3 separate regions of the Sus scrofa genome follow, and all the other regions are linked to region 1. The links are chromatin contacts, called in public Hi-C and HiChIP or PLAC-seq maps. All regions are on one chromosome and are shown on one strand. Each heading gives the region's core, a stretch centred on a gene start, on an enhancer-like site or on the middle of the called end of the contact. The rest is flanking DNA. Distances are from core to core; before and after follow the strand shown.

Region 1 (3,677 bases), core at 510-3,009:
AGCTATTGATGTCAGAACCAGGGCTAAAAATCAAGCCTGTGATACTCCAAAGCAGAGAGCTTTTGCTATTCCATAGCTACATGTGGGGCACCTGGCCCTGCTGGTCTTTCTGAATCTTCAGCCGATCACCAGGGGTCAGGATCAGTGGCTCTGAAAGGACAGTAATGGGACTGCTTTGGGTTTAATGTCTGGCCAAAGTCAAATACCAGCTGTTCTCAAGTTCCCTGTCCTTGGTTAACTGGATGCTAAATTTCAATCTCTCCCCCAAGTATATTTCCCATGAAGCCCAAACAAGTCTCTCTCCAGCATCTGCACAAACCAAATCTATGCCCTTTCTCATATCTGCCCACCCTCCCCACCTTGGATCAGGCTCTGGGCTATGGTAACAATCTCCAACTGCTGTCTCTCCAACCCATCCTCCATAATCCTGCAGGGCTCACAGCTCTGACCACCACACTTCCTACTCAAAAACCATAACTCCCCACCACATACAGAAGTGCAAATCTCTCAGCCTGGCACTTAAAACCCTTTTTTTTTACCTTTAATCCCAACCTACCTTGCCCATCTCATATTAAAATGCTTCTCGGCTTCAATCCCCAAACGCTATTTATTTCTCTTTCCCATGATGTATCCTGTAGCCTGACACCAGTCCTTACCTCTGCTCGGGCAGTAGCCTCTTTCTAGAGTGCCCTTACCCGCTTCTCCATCTGTCAAAGTTCTACCCATCATTCCAGACCCAGTTCAAAGATCTCACCCCACAGCGCCTTCTAGATCTCACTTGTCAGAATTAACATCACCAAAACTACACAGCCTGTTCATAGCCCGTCCATCTTCCGAAGAAAGCTAAGCCTGTAACTTATCACTTTCCTATCCTTTACTGTGGGAGCTTTACCGATTTGGTGGTTGGTAGCCCCCATCTAAAAACACACTCTAGGTGATATAAGACACAAATGAGAACATACTCTAAACTATTAAATGACTTGCTCAGGGTCACCTAAAAAGTCATGGACCCAAAAGAACAACCCTTGAGGATGCAGACTCTAGGAAGGCAGGTACTGTGTCCAGTTTACCTGCAGCCCTTGAATTTCGTCCAATGCCTGTAATCCAGTAGGTATTCAATAAATGCTTATTATAGAAATGAAGGAACGAAGGCAGGACAAATGTCCCTGTCACACAGATCAGGCTCCTGTCACCTAAGACTTGATCCCCATTGATCGACCGTCGTGCGGGAGCTTCAACTATCTGCCTATACCTGAGCATACGGCAAGGGTCTCGGTCTTACCCGTCAACCTGGGCGAGGCCTCGGAAGGTGCCCTCGCCTCCGGGGCAGTGCCTCTGGCCCTGGAACCTGCCCTCCTCGGTGCTGAAGAGCTTCACTGTCCTATCGGCACAGCCGACTAGGATCTGCAGGCAGAGAGAGCAGGGCAGGATGGCAAGAGGAGCGAGGCTGCCACGCCTCAGCATCCCCCCTGCTCCAGCACAGTTAGAGGTCGCTCACCTGGGTCTCGCCGCCCGCGCCCCAGCACAGGGCGCTCACCGCCTCCTCGCGCTGCGGCTGTCCCGCCGCCGTGTAGTTTACCGCTTGTTTGCGCTGAAGGTTCACCCCTGCGGTCCGGGGACGTCAGTTACGCCGGGGTCGCGAACGCATGACCCCCGCGGTTCCAGACGCCCAGGCCCATCACTCACCTTTCAGGATGCCGGTGTCGGTGCCGACCCACACATGATTCCACCGCGCCTCGGCAGCCGCCATAACGGAGATCCGGATCCGGCTCGCACTTCCGGCGCAGCATTTGCGTCACCAGCACGCGGCAGGTCGGATCCGGATAAAGGCCATTTCTGGGAGCGTAGAGAGCAGGAAATGTAAAAATTCCCCCACTGCGCCAGCTGGTTTTGCTTTTAAGAAATGAAATCTAGGAGTTCCCGTCGTGGCTCAGCGGTTAACGAATCCGACTAGGAACCCTGAGGTTGGCGGTTTGATCCCTGGCCTTGCTCAGTGGGGTAAAGATGTGGCGTTGCCGTGAGCTGTCGCAGAGGCGGCTCGGACCCCACCTTGCTGAGGCTGTGGCGTAGGCCAGCGCCTGTAGCTCCGATTGGACCCCTAGCCTGGGAACCTCCATATGCCGCGGGTGCAGCCCTAAAAAGCAAAACAAGAAAGAAAACATATATCAGGAATGATTCAAGTCGCTCATATGAGGCACATCAACCTTGAGTATAAAAAGGACGAATTCTGGGAAAATAAAACCGACTTTTTTTTTTTTTTTTTTCCCCAGATCCCATGTGGGATCTGAGGCAAGCCTGCGACGTACGCCACAGCGCAGGGCAACCCAGATCCTTAATCCACTGAGCGAGGCCAGGGATCGAACCTGCGTCCTCAGGGGTGCTAGTCAGATTCGTTTCTGCTGAACCAGGACGGAGAACTCCAAAAGTGACAATCTTTTTTTTTTTTTTTTTTGTCTTTTCTAGGGCCGCACACGCGGAATATGGAGGTTCCCAGGATAGGGGTCTAAAAGGAGCTGTAGCCGCCGGCCTACACCACAGCCACAGCAACTCGGGATCCGAGCCTCGTCTGCGACCTATACCATAGGTCACGGCAACGCCTGATCGTTAGCCACGACGGGAATTCCCAAAACTAACAATCTTTAAGCAGAACTCTGTTTTGGAAAGTGGAGGTAAGGGCTTAGTTTTTATTTCCTCACATTGAGGTTTGGGGATGGTAAAAAATTAGTACCAACTGAGAGTAAAAATCTGCAAATCTAACAGAAAAAAAAATCTTTCTCCCAAGGGATAAGCTGCAACTTTAAAATGTCATAACGTCCCCCTTTCTTGAATGACTGAGACATTTTCTCTGAAATCAGAGACTCTCAACTATTAGAGGAGTTCCCATCATGGCTCAGTGGTTAACGAATCCGACTAGGAACCATGAGGTTGCGGGTTCGATCCCTGGCCTTGCTCTGTGGGTTAACGATCTGGCATTGCCCTGAGCTGTGGTATAGGTCGCAGAGACGGCTGGGATCCGGCATTGCTTTGGCTGCGGTGTAGGCCGGCGGTTACAGCTCCGATTGGACCCCTAGCCTGGGAACCTCCATATGCCGTGGGTGCGGTCCTAGAAAGACAAAAAAAATAAAGTGCTGTTTAAAATTATATCGGGAGCTTCCTAGTGGCCTGGCGGTTAAGGCTTGTTACCGCTGTGGCGCGGATTCAGTACCTGCCTTGGGAAATTCTTCATGTGTGGTGCGGCCAAAAATTGAAAAAAAAATCTTATTTAAAAAACATAGTCGTTCCCGTCGTGGCTCACGAATACGACTACGAACCAGGAGACTGCTGGTTCGATCCCTGGCCTTGTTCAGTCGGTTAAGGATCTGGCGTTGCCGTGAACTGTGGTGTATGCAGGTCGCAGACGCGGCTGGGATCTGGCTTTGCTGTGGCTGTGGTGTAGGACGGCAGCTACAGTTCCAATTAGACCCCTAGACTGGGAACCTCCATATACGGCGGGTGCGGCCCTAAAATAAAGACAAAACACAAATATATGCATATCAGTAAATAATCATCTCACACTTGCCTCTCACTCAGCGGAGAAGCGACTTTGATTTCCAACCGCAGAACTTCAGATTTTTACACAGCCCTCTTTCGCACTTGAGCCCATTAAAATCCTGTCTAGACTAAACCGAAACTCCATT
Region 2 (3,677 bases), core at 403-2,902, 210 kb before region 1:
TTCCAAATCCCTTTATAGAACAGTCAAGATCCTCTAAGGTGTCAAGAGCCTTTCCTGAATGCATGGGATGAACAAATGAATGAATGAATATGAATGAATACTTAGAACAGGCTTCATGTTCTCCTGCTCTCTTCCTCTTTCCCTCCCTCTCTCATTCACCTGAAGTTAGAGACCAGGGGAGGGACTGGGCGGGGGGGGGGGGGGGGGGGGGGGGAGCCCAGAAGACTCTGCTCCACTCACCTTGTTGAGCTCTTCAATCCTTCTCACCAGGTAAGGATTGCTGGAGGAGTTCTCAAAATAGACGTAATCTGTAGGAGGGGGTGGGGAAGAACCGGGAAGATCAGAGGAGCGGATGGGAGAGCCGAGCACGAGAGTAGGAGGAACGAAAAGGAGGCCTGAGTGGACCCAAAGGAGAAAAGGGTCTAGGCAGAGAAGTCGCTGAAATGTGGAAGTGGAGAGACTAACAGAACGTAAGGGAGGGGTGCCCCACCCGCCACCCCTAACCACCCAAAAGTGAGCCTTAAGGAGGAGCCCAGAAGCAGGGGGTTCCCCAGCAGGCGCCGCAACTCAGCGATGGAGTTGCACCCGGTGTCGGCCAAGCGAACAATTGTTCACTCCAGCGCAGGGCCCCCACCTTTGCGAACCCAGGCGCACAATAACGCCTGGGGAGAGGAAGCCTCCCGGCTGCTCCCCCGCAGATGGCAAAGCGGTCGCCCCGGCCCTTCGCGCCCCCTAGCCTGCCCTGTCAGCTCCTTCGGAACCACTTTCCCAAGCCCACCCCGCGACCCCGGCGGCGCCAGGCGCAGCCCTGCGAGTGCCGTCGGGCCGCCCGAAGTCTCTCCGGCAGTCTCGGTGACCCGCCGCGTCGCGGTCCCCGCGCCCTCGCTCCCCGTGCGACCGGTTCCGGTTCCGGTCCGCGCTCCGGACCACGCCGCCCCAGACGCGACTCCCCGTGCCGCCGGGCGCCAAGCCTCTCCGGTCCCGGCCCCCGACCTCTCTCGCCCCGGGCCCCGCAGCCCCTACGCCCGGTACTTACCCCCCACTCGGTACATGTTGGCCGCCATGGCCGTTCCCGCCGCCGCCTCCGGCCGCACAAAGGGGTCCGGGAGGCTCGCGGGGGCAGGGCTCGAAGCGAAGCCCTGAGCGTGGGGCTGGCGCTTCGCAGAAGTCTCTGTCTGGCTCGCGCAGCCGGCACCTCCGCCACCTCAGCCGTCGCGGTTCATCCCGGCCCGCGCTGTCGCCACCGCCTCTATCGCCTCACGCCCGGGACGCCGAGGCCGTAGCCGGTCCGCTCGGCTTCTTCCGGAACGAGCTCGGCTCCCGCCGGACCGGGCCAGGCTCCAGCTCTCCCGCCCTCGCCGAGCCCCACTAGACGTTGGACTTTGCGGGCCGCCGCGAAGGCTTGCCCTGCCCGCCTCGGGGTTCGCCTCCTTCCGGAACACCTTCGGCGGATCCGGAGAACAAGGCCCAGCGCTCGGGTCCGGTCGGAGAGCGAGACCTCAAAGCTCGGCTACTTCCGGAAGAAGTTCGGCTCCCTCCGGCCAATCGCGTCCCGGCGCTCGGTTATTTCCGTTGCGGCTCGGCCCCGCCTCCGAGGGCGAGAGAGGAGTTGGGCTTAACTCTCTCCTCGCCCGAGTCCCGCGGCGGCGAAAGACTCGTAGCGCCTCCGCACTCCGCGGGGTTATTTGCAAGCGGCTTTGCCTGTTATTTGCATGAAAGGTCTACTCTCCCTCACCCTTTCCGCATTCCCCTTTTCCTTCACCCCACCCCACAGAGCCCCGAGGCGCCCAGCCGCGCCCGACAAAAGGACCGGGAGGCGACTTTGCTTTTGGTTTATTGCCCCTCAGCAGGTAGCGGGAGTCAGGGCCCAGGCTGGGGCTGCCCGGCTCAGCCAGCGGGTCTTTACAGTGTGTGCAGGGGTGCCGTTCGCCCCCTGCAGGGAAATGAGCTTTCGGGAATGTCTCGAAGTCTAGGACTGGGTCGGCCCGGGTCCTGGGAAACTTGGGCGGGGCGGGGCCACGCTGCAGGGCCGGTGGGTCCCGTCGGGCAGCGGTCAGACGTCGAGAGAGGAGGCGGGGGACAGCGAGGGAGTTCGAGAGGGCGTGGCAGGCGCCTGCCCCGCGCTCCCAGCGCCCAGCACTCGCCACTGGAAGATGCTGGCGTCCTTGCCGCCCAGCGAGACGAGGTGCGAGTCGTCGTACGTGAACCGGACGCTGGTCACGTGGCTGCCGTGACCGCCGTACACGAGGCTCGGCGCCTGGGCAGGAGGGAAGGTCGAGCTGCAGCGGCCGTGGAGCCCCAGGGCCCTGACCTGCCGTCCCCGGAGGCCCTGGGAGGCCTCTCACCTTGGCGCGCGCGCACGGGTACTGGAAGAGGTGCACTTTGCAGAAGTCGTCGGCCACAGCCACCACGCGCTCATTGTGGGAACGGCACAGGGAGTTGATGTCGGTTCCATCAGAGCCATCCGGCCACACGCCTAGCACAGCCGTCGGCCTTAGCCCTGCCTCCCCGCCACCACCCACAGCCCAGAGCTGCACCAATTCCAGCGCTCAGTCAGTCCCGCCACCCACCAGCCGCGTTCCAGGCAATCTTTCCCGGTCCCAAGGGCCTGCTGGAGGGGCCCCCCAGGGCTGGATCTGCCCATCCCTCCACACATGCCCAGCATTCCGAGCCCCGGGCAGTCTGCACCTTGTCCCCCGACTCTCGAGGCATAGTTCTGGGGCCCTGCGTCCCTGCTCACCATAGACATGAAAGCCCAGCACGCAGGTGTAGGTGGCCCACTCCCGGTCTCGGCTGTCATAGCGATTCCTCAGCAGCTTACAGCCTCCAGCCACGTCCCCTGGGGAGAGGGAGCCCACCCAGATCAGGTCTCACCCTGCCCTCAGCTGGAAGATGCCATAGAAGGCCAAGTTGGAAATACTTGAGGCACTGGCATGTGATCTGGTCCCCATGGTAGCCCTCAGTTCAGGGCAAAACTCAGCCCACGTGCTTCCTCTTTGGCTGCACCTGTGACATGCAGAAGTTCCTGGGCCATCTATGGAACCCCTGCCACAGCAGCAACCAGAGCCACAGCAGTGACAAGGCTGGATCTTTACCACACTGTTCCAGGGGGAACTTCCCGTGTGCTTCCAGAGTTCTCAGCTGAAGTTCTCCCAATAGTTCCTCCCCAGTTCCTCCTCCCTAGATAAGTCAATCCCTCCACACCTGTCTGGAGAAACTTTTCCAAAACAATCTTTTCTTAGTGCGTTTTTCAACTCCCTCAAGGCCTTTGCGGGTCAAGACATAGTGTAAAACTGTAGGTGTGGGGTTTTTTTGGTCCAAATGACAGAATTTCTCCTATGTGTAAAATTCTGACTCCACTTCAGACCTATCTCCACCCCCTCTCTGACAGCCCCTCCACTTGGAGCTCCCCACATCGCCCTTCATCCCCTCCCAACTGGGAGCCCCCCACACAAATAAAACCCACCCCAAGTACCCTCTCCCTGTGCCCTCCCCTACTGTCACTCACAGTAAAGGATCTCATAGTCCCCAGAATTGGACATGATGAAGTTCCCATCCTTGGACCAGTCAAGATGCGTGATGAAGCTGGAGTGACCCTGGGAGCAAGGGTCAAAAGACTAAAAATGCGGCCAGCAGTTCCCCTCCCCAACCCTCCTGAAGTGTATTAGTTTACCTGC
Region 3 (3,677 bases), core at 617-3,116, 170 kb before region 1:
AACTCATCCAAGATTGAGGAGCCAGTGTGAGGTGACACTGGGGTTGAATCCAGTTCTGCCTGGCTCTGGGGCCCATGTACTTCATGACGTACAACACAGCGCACTAACCACCAGCAGCAGGGCCGTCCTCACTGCGGACCACCACCCCAAGTTTACCACAAACTCTCACTTCCCCAGCATACTATCAAATGCCAGACAAGGAACTAACAGGCTCATGAAACAAGTTAGTTTGGAGAATAGAGTCATCCATTCAGAGTAAATCCTAAACAGAGGTTCTCAAACTTTAGTGTCTGTTAAGGATTACATGCAGTGCTTATAAAGGAAGATTCCCAGGCCCCAAGGAATCTGCATTTTAAACACGTTCTCCCAGTGCCTGATGTAAGGAGGCAAGGAGCACACTCTGTGAGAGCGTTCCAGAGAGGGGCGAGAACACAAACACACAGGTTCTTCTCAGCATTAAAACTTTGCTACCTGCTCATAGGGAACCAGAGAGTAGGGCCTACTACACATATTGTATCCGGCTTTTATCTCGGTATCGGCTTGAACGCTAAAGGTAAAGAAAATGACCAGAGAGATCAGAAAACACAGTTAAGCTCTCCAGTTCCAGAAGAATGTGCAAGGCAAGCCAGGCCAGACAAAGTGAGGAAAACACTAAGCTCCGCAGTTTAATAGGCCAAGCAGGAACAAATAGTAGCAAAACCAGCAGAAGAAAGGTTACCAGAAAATTCGAAAGCAAGGCATGTGGCCCAAGTCCTGAGGAGTGACTGACTGCAGCATCACAGTGAGCCACTGACCCCTGTCTACCCGCTCAAAGCAGCAGTAATCAGATGCACAGTGAACTAAATACCCTCTGGAGTCCTATTTGCACAATCTATAAAATGGGTTTGGAGAGAAGCCAATGGGGATAGGATTTCTGTACGATTTTTCAGAAATGACCTGTTGGAAGGCCCTAGGAACTCAGGGATGCCTTGAACGCCCCTGAGCAAGAGGTGGTCACAAGCCAAAGTCAGGAATGAGTCGCAGGGCAAGGTGCACCCATTTATTGTTTCAGATCACAGGCTTCCAGAGAGTCGAATTTACCACACAAGTTTTTTCCACTGCGGCGGCCAGTGCACGCCTCTCCCACCCCAGTACATCTGTTAGGTCCTGGTAAATACTTTGTGGCGCTGGTGACTTTCTCGAACCATTTTTTCAGTACTATAAACTCGAGAACGCAGACCAAACCATTGTTGTGTTTGAGCAACATCATCCAGGCCGGCTGTGAACTTAACGGCATCCTGGCCCAGCCGTGCCCAACGACCGTGAACACCGAACAAGCCAGGGCTATTATCCACGTGAAGACAAGGGCAGGAGAGGGTCCGGGGCTCTCGGAGGGGAGGGCAAGAAGGGCAAGTGGGACTGCCGGCCGAGGTGCTTCCCGCCCGGCTGAGGGGCCAGAGGGCAGCAGGCTGCGTTCCCGGAGGCCGGGCCGCGTCTCGTCCCCCGCCCTGATGGCCCCGCGCAATGCAGGAAAGAGGCGGCAGCGTTAACTGCCGCAAGCTGCCAGGGGAGGGCGGCGGCAGAGAGCGGCCAAGGCCAAGAAGAGCGCACGGCTGCGGCCTTCTTGAGCGACCTGGCCGGAGCGGAGAGCCCAAGAAGCAACGGTCCCCAATGCCGCGAGGATCTACCGCGAGGAGACTGGGGGGCATGTGAGGCCGCCTCCAGAGAAATAAAGGGTCCTCACGAGGCCAGGGGCAGCAGTCTCAGGAGAACATACAGGAAGGAGAGATACAAGACTTAGGGGGTCTGGGGGCGTCCGGGGCGCGCTCCCGGGATCCGGGCTCCTCACCGCCTCCTACGCGCCGCCACTGCCGCTACCGCCGCCATCTTGTGCCGGGTTTGCTCCTTGACCCGGAGCTTCCCCTCCCCCAGCGCGCGTTGAGCCACGTATCTTAGCTCCCGCCCCTTCCGGCCTCCTGATTGGCCCGGCCACACAACGGGCCGGGCGTCCGTCCCATTGGCGGAGTACGTATGCTAAATGCTCACGGGGGGCGGAGCCAGAGGGATGGGGCGGGACTGTTCAGAGCCAGGCGCTGTCCGACTTTGCCGGCGCTAAGCATCAGACAGAGGCACTGGACTCTGTTTTTCGCAAGTCGGCAAATTTTATTTAGAAAAAAAGGTGGGGTGGGGGAGGAAAAAAGTGACAGCGCTCTTTTAGGCCAAGGCCTTAGAAGAAGAGGACCTTCTACCTTTCTGCAGCACCTTAGCCCCCCGTCTCTCATGGCTCAACATCTCTCGACTTCTGGAGCTTGAAAAGGTTATGTCCCTTGCCGAAGGAGAGCGGGTGGCGATGGTGCCTGGAAACGGCCAGAGAAAAGGCCCAGGCGGTCAATGTTGCGGTGAAGGACACTGTGCAGCACAGCCAGATGGGGTCCACCCTCACCCCCACCCTCCCTGGAGAAGTCCCGGATGAAGCGGCCACGCTCTGACTGGAAGATGAACTTCTGGGGCAAGGGCCCATGCTCCCGAAGAAAGCCCCAGACACTGAGCAGCAGCAGTCGCACTTCGAAAGGTGCCAGTTGGCTAAATACCTCGTGCATGTTCCCCAGAGCTGGTGGCAGGAGGCTTCCCTCAGCCATGACAGCCACCAGGGTGCAGGATGCCTCCAGGTGCCAGGGGGACTGGGCTGTATCAGGGTGGCGAGAGGCTTCCCAATGGCCCAAGAGGGCGGCCAGCAGCCCCCGCAGCAGCACGGAGCAGTAGCACAGGGCTGGGGGAGCAGCTGCTACCAACTTTAGCAACTCAAAGAGCAGAGGCTGTTCCCGGAAGCGCCGGCCGATGCGGAGATCCCGCTCCACAGTGGCCCGCGCATGCTCCTCAGGAGGCCAGGCTAGCTCAGCACCCGCCGCATCAGGACACACACTCTCCACCAAGGTCACTGCCACAGCTTTGGCTGCCTCTGGGCTCAGGGTGGGAGCCCCCCAGCAGCCCACACATTCAGTGCCCCCTGGGGCAGTGCAGCAGTGCACAAGGAGGCTGAGGAGGCTCTGGGTGTTATAGATCACTTCCTGCTGATTGCGTGACTGGACAGACTTGGGGGGCTTTAGGCCACTGCCGATGACTCCAGCGTGGAAAACAGACCAAATCCCTCCAGGACCTGGCACAGCTGCGGTGTGTCGCCGGTTTGTGTCCAACAGGGAGGCAGAAGCCAAAGGAGCTGAAATGACTGAGAGAGTCTCATTGTCCCTATCCACTTCCCCGCCAAACAGTTCTGTGTTGCCCCGATGTAAGGCTCCCTCCACTAGCAGCTGCAAGACAGCCTTGAGCCCAGCGGGGGAGGTCTGGGAGAGGCGGGTAAGAAGCTGGGAGGCCGAAGCCACGCCTGGGGGGCCATGCAGCCTCAGAGAGGCAAAGAAGCGATGCACTCCAGCTCTCACCAGTCCCAGGAGTTGGGAAGGGGACAGGGCTTCCGGAGGAAAAGGACAGATGGCCAAGAGGGAGGCAGCGGCTTCGGCTACTTCCTCCTCAGGATGTAGCAGGAGAGGAGCCAGGTCAGACAGATGAGCCGAAGCAGACTCCCCAAACCGGGCCCCCAGCGCTGCAGGACCTTCACCACCCTGCTGTTCCCACCCCACTAGCAGGGCCAAGTTGCGCAGGAACCGGGCTGTGAAGGGAGGTTGCAAAGTCCCTGCGTGTAC

Evidence for each region. Hi-C and Micro-C count contacts between places; a contact is called where the count stands out from the background. HiChIP or PLAC-seq counts read pairs in DNA pulled down with a chosen protein or histone mark.
Region 2: an H3K27ac HiChIP or PLAC-seq map of alveolar macrophages shows a contact between it and region 1. The contact joins the promoter of MTA2 here to the promoter of WDR74 in region 1. A contact is called at or near these places in 2 of 5 promoter capture datasets (fetal liver and liver), 10 of 47 Hi-C or Micro-C datasets (alveolar macrophages, embryonic fibroblasts, heart right ventricle and 6 more) and 2 of 2 datasets of contacts at active chromatin or transcription factors (alveolar macrophages and skeletal muscle).
Region 3: a contact with region 1 is called in a Hi-C map of liver, with 3 times the contacts expected there. The contact joins the promoter of GANAB here to the promoter of WDR74 in region 1. A contact is called at or near these places in 1 of 47 Hi-C or Micro-C datasets (liver) and 1 of 2 datasets of contacts at active chromatin or transcription factors (alveolar macrophages).

What each region holds. Positions count from the first base shown.
Region 1 is chr2:8,929,612-8,933,288 of Sscrofa11.1, reverse strand. WDR74 (WD repeat domain 74) reads right to left here and starts at 1,759. Exons shown (of 11, transcript NM_001243395.1): 1 at 1,687-1,759; 2 at 1,499-1,605; 3 at 1,283-1,404. The coding sequence starts at 1,750.
Region 2 is chr2:9,135,793-9,139,469 of Sscrofa11.1, reverse strand. It overlaps MTA2 (metastasis-associated protein MTA2), which reads right to left and starts at 1,652. Exons shown (of 18, transcript XM_003122622.5): 1 at 1,037-1,652; 2 at 241-308. The coding sequence starts at 1,064. It overlaps EML3 (echinoderm microtubule-associated protein-like 3), which reads right to left. Exons shown (of 22, transcript XM_003122621.4): 19 at 3,509-3,596; 20 at 2,741-2,839; 21 at 2,346-2,476; 22 at 1,819-2,257. The coding sequence ends at 2,054.
Region 3 is chr2:9,098,928-9,102,604 of Sscrofa11.1, reverse strand. It overlaps GANAB (glucosidase II alpha subunit), which reads right to left and starts at 1,866. Exons shown (of 24, transcript NM_213904.1): 1 at 1,829-1,866. The coding sequence starts at 1,866. INTS5 (integrator complex subunit 5) reads right to left here. Exons shown (of 3, transcript XM_003353823.4): 3 at 2,118-3,677. The coding sequence ends at 2,298.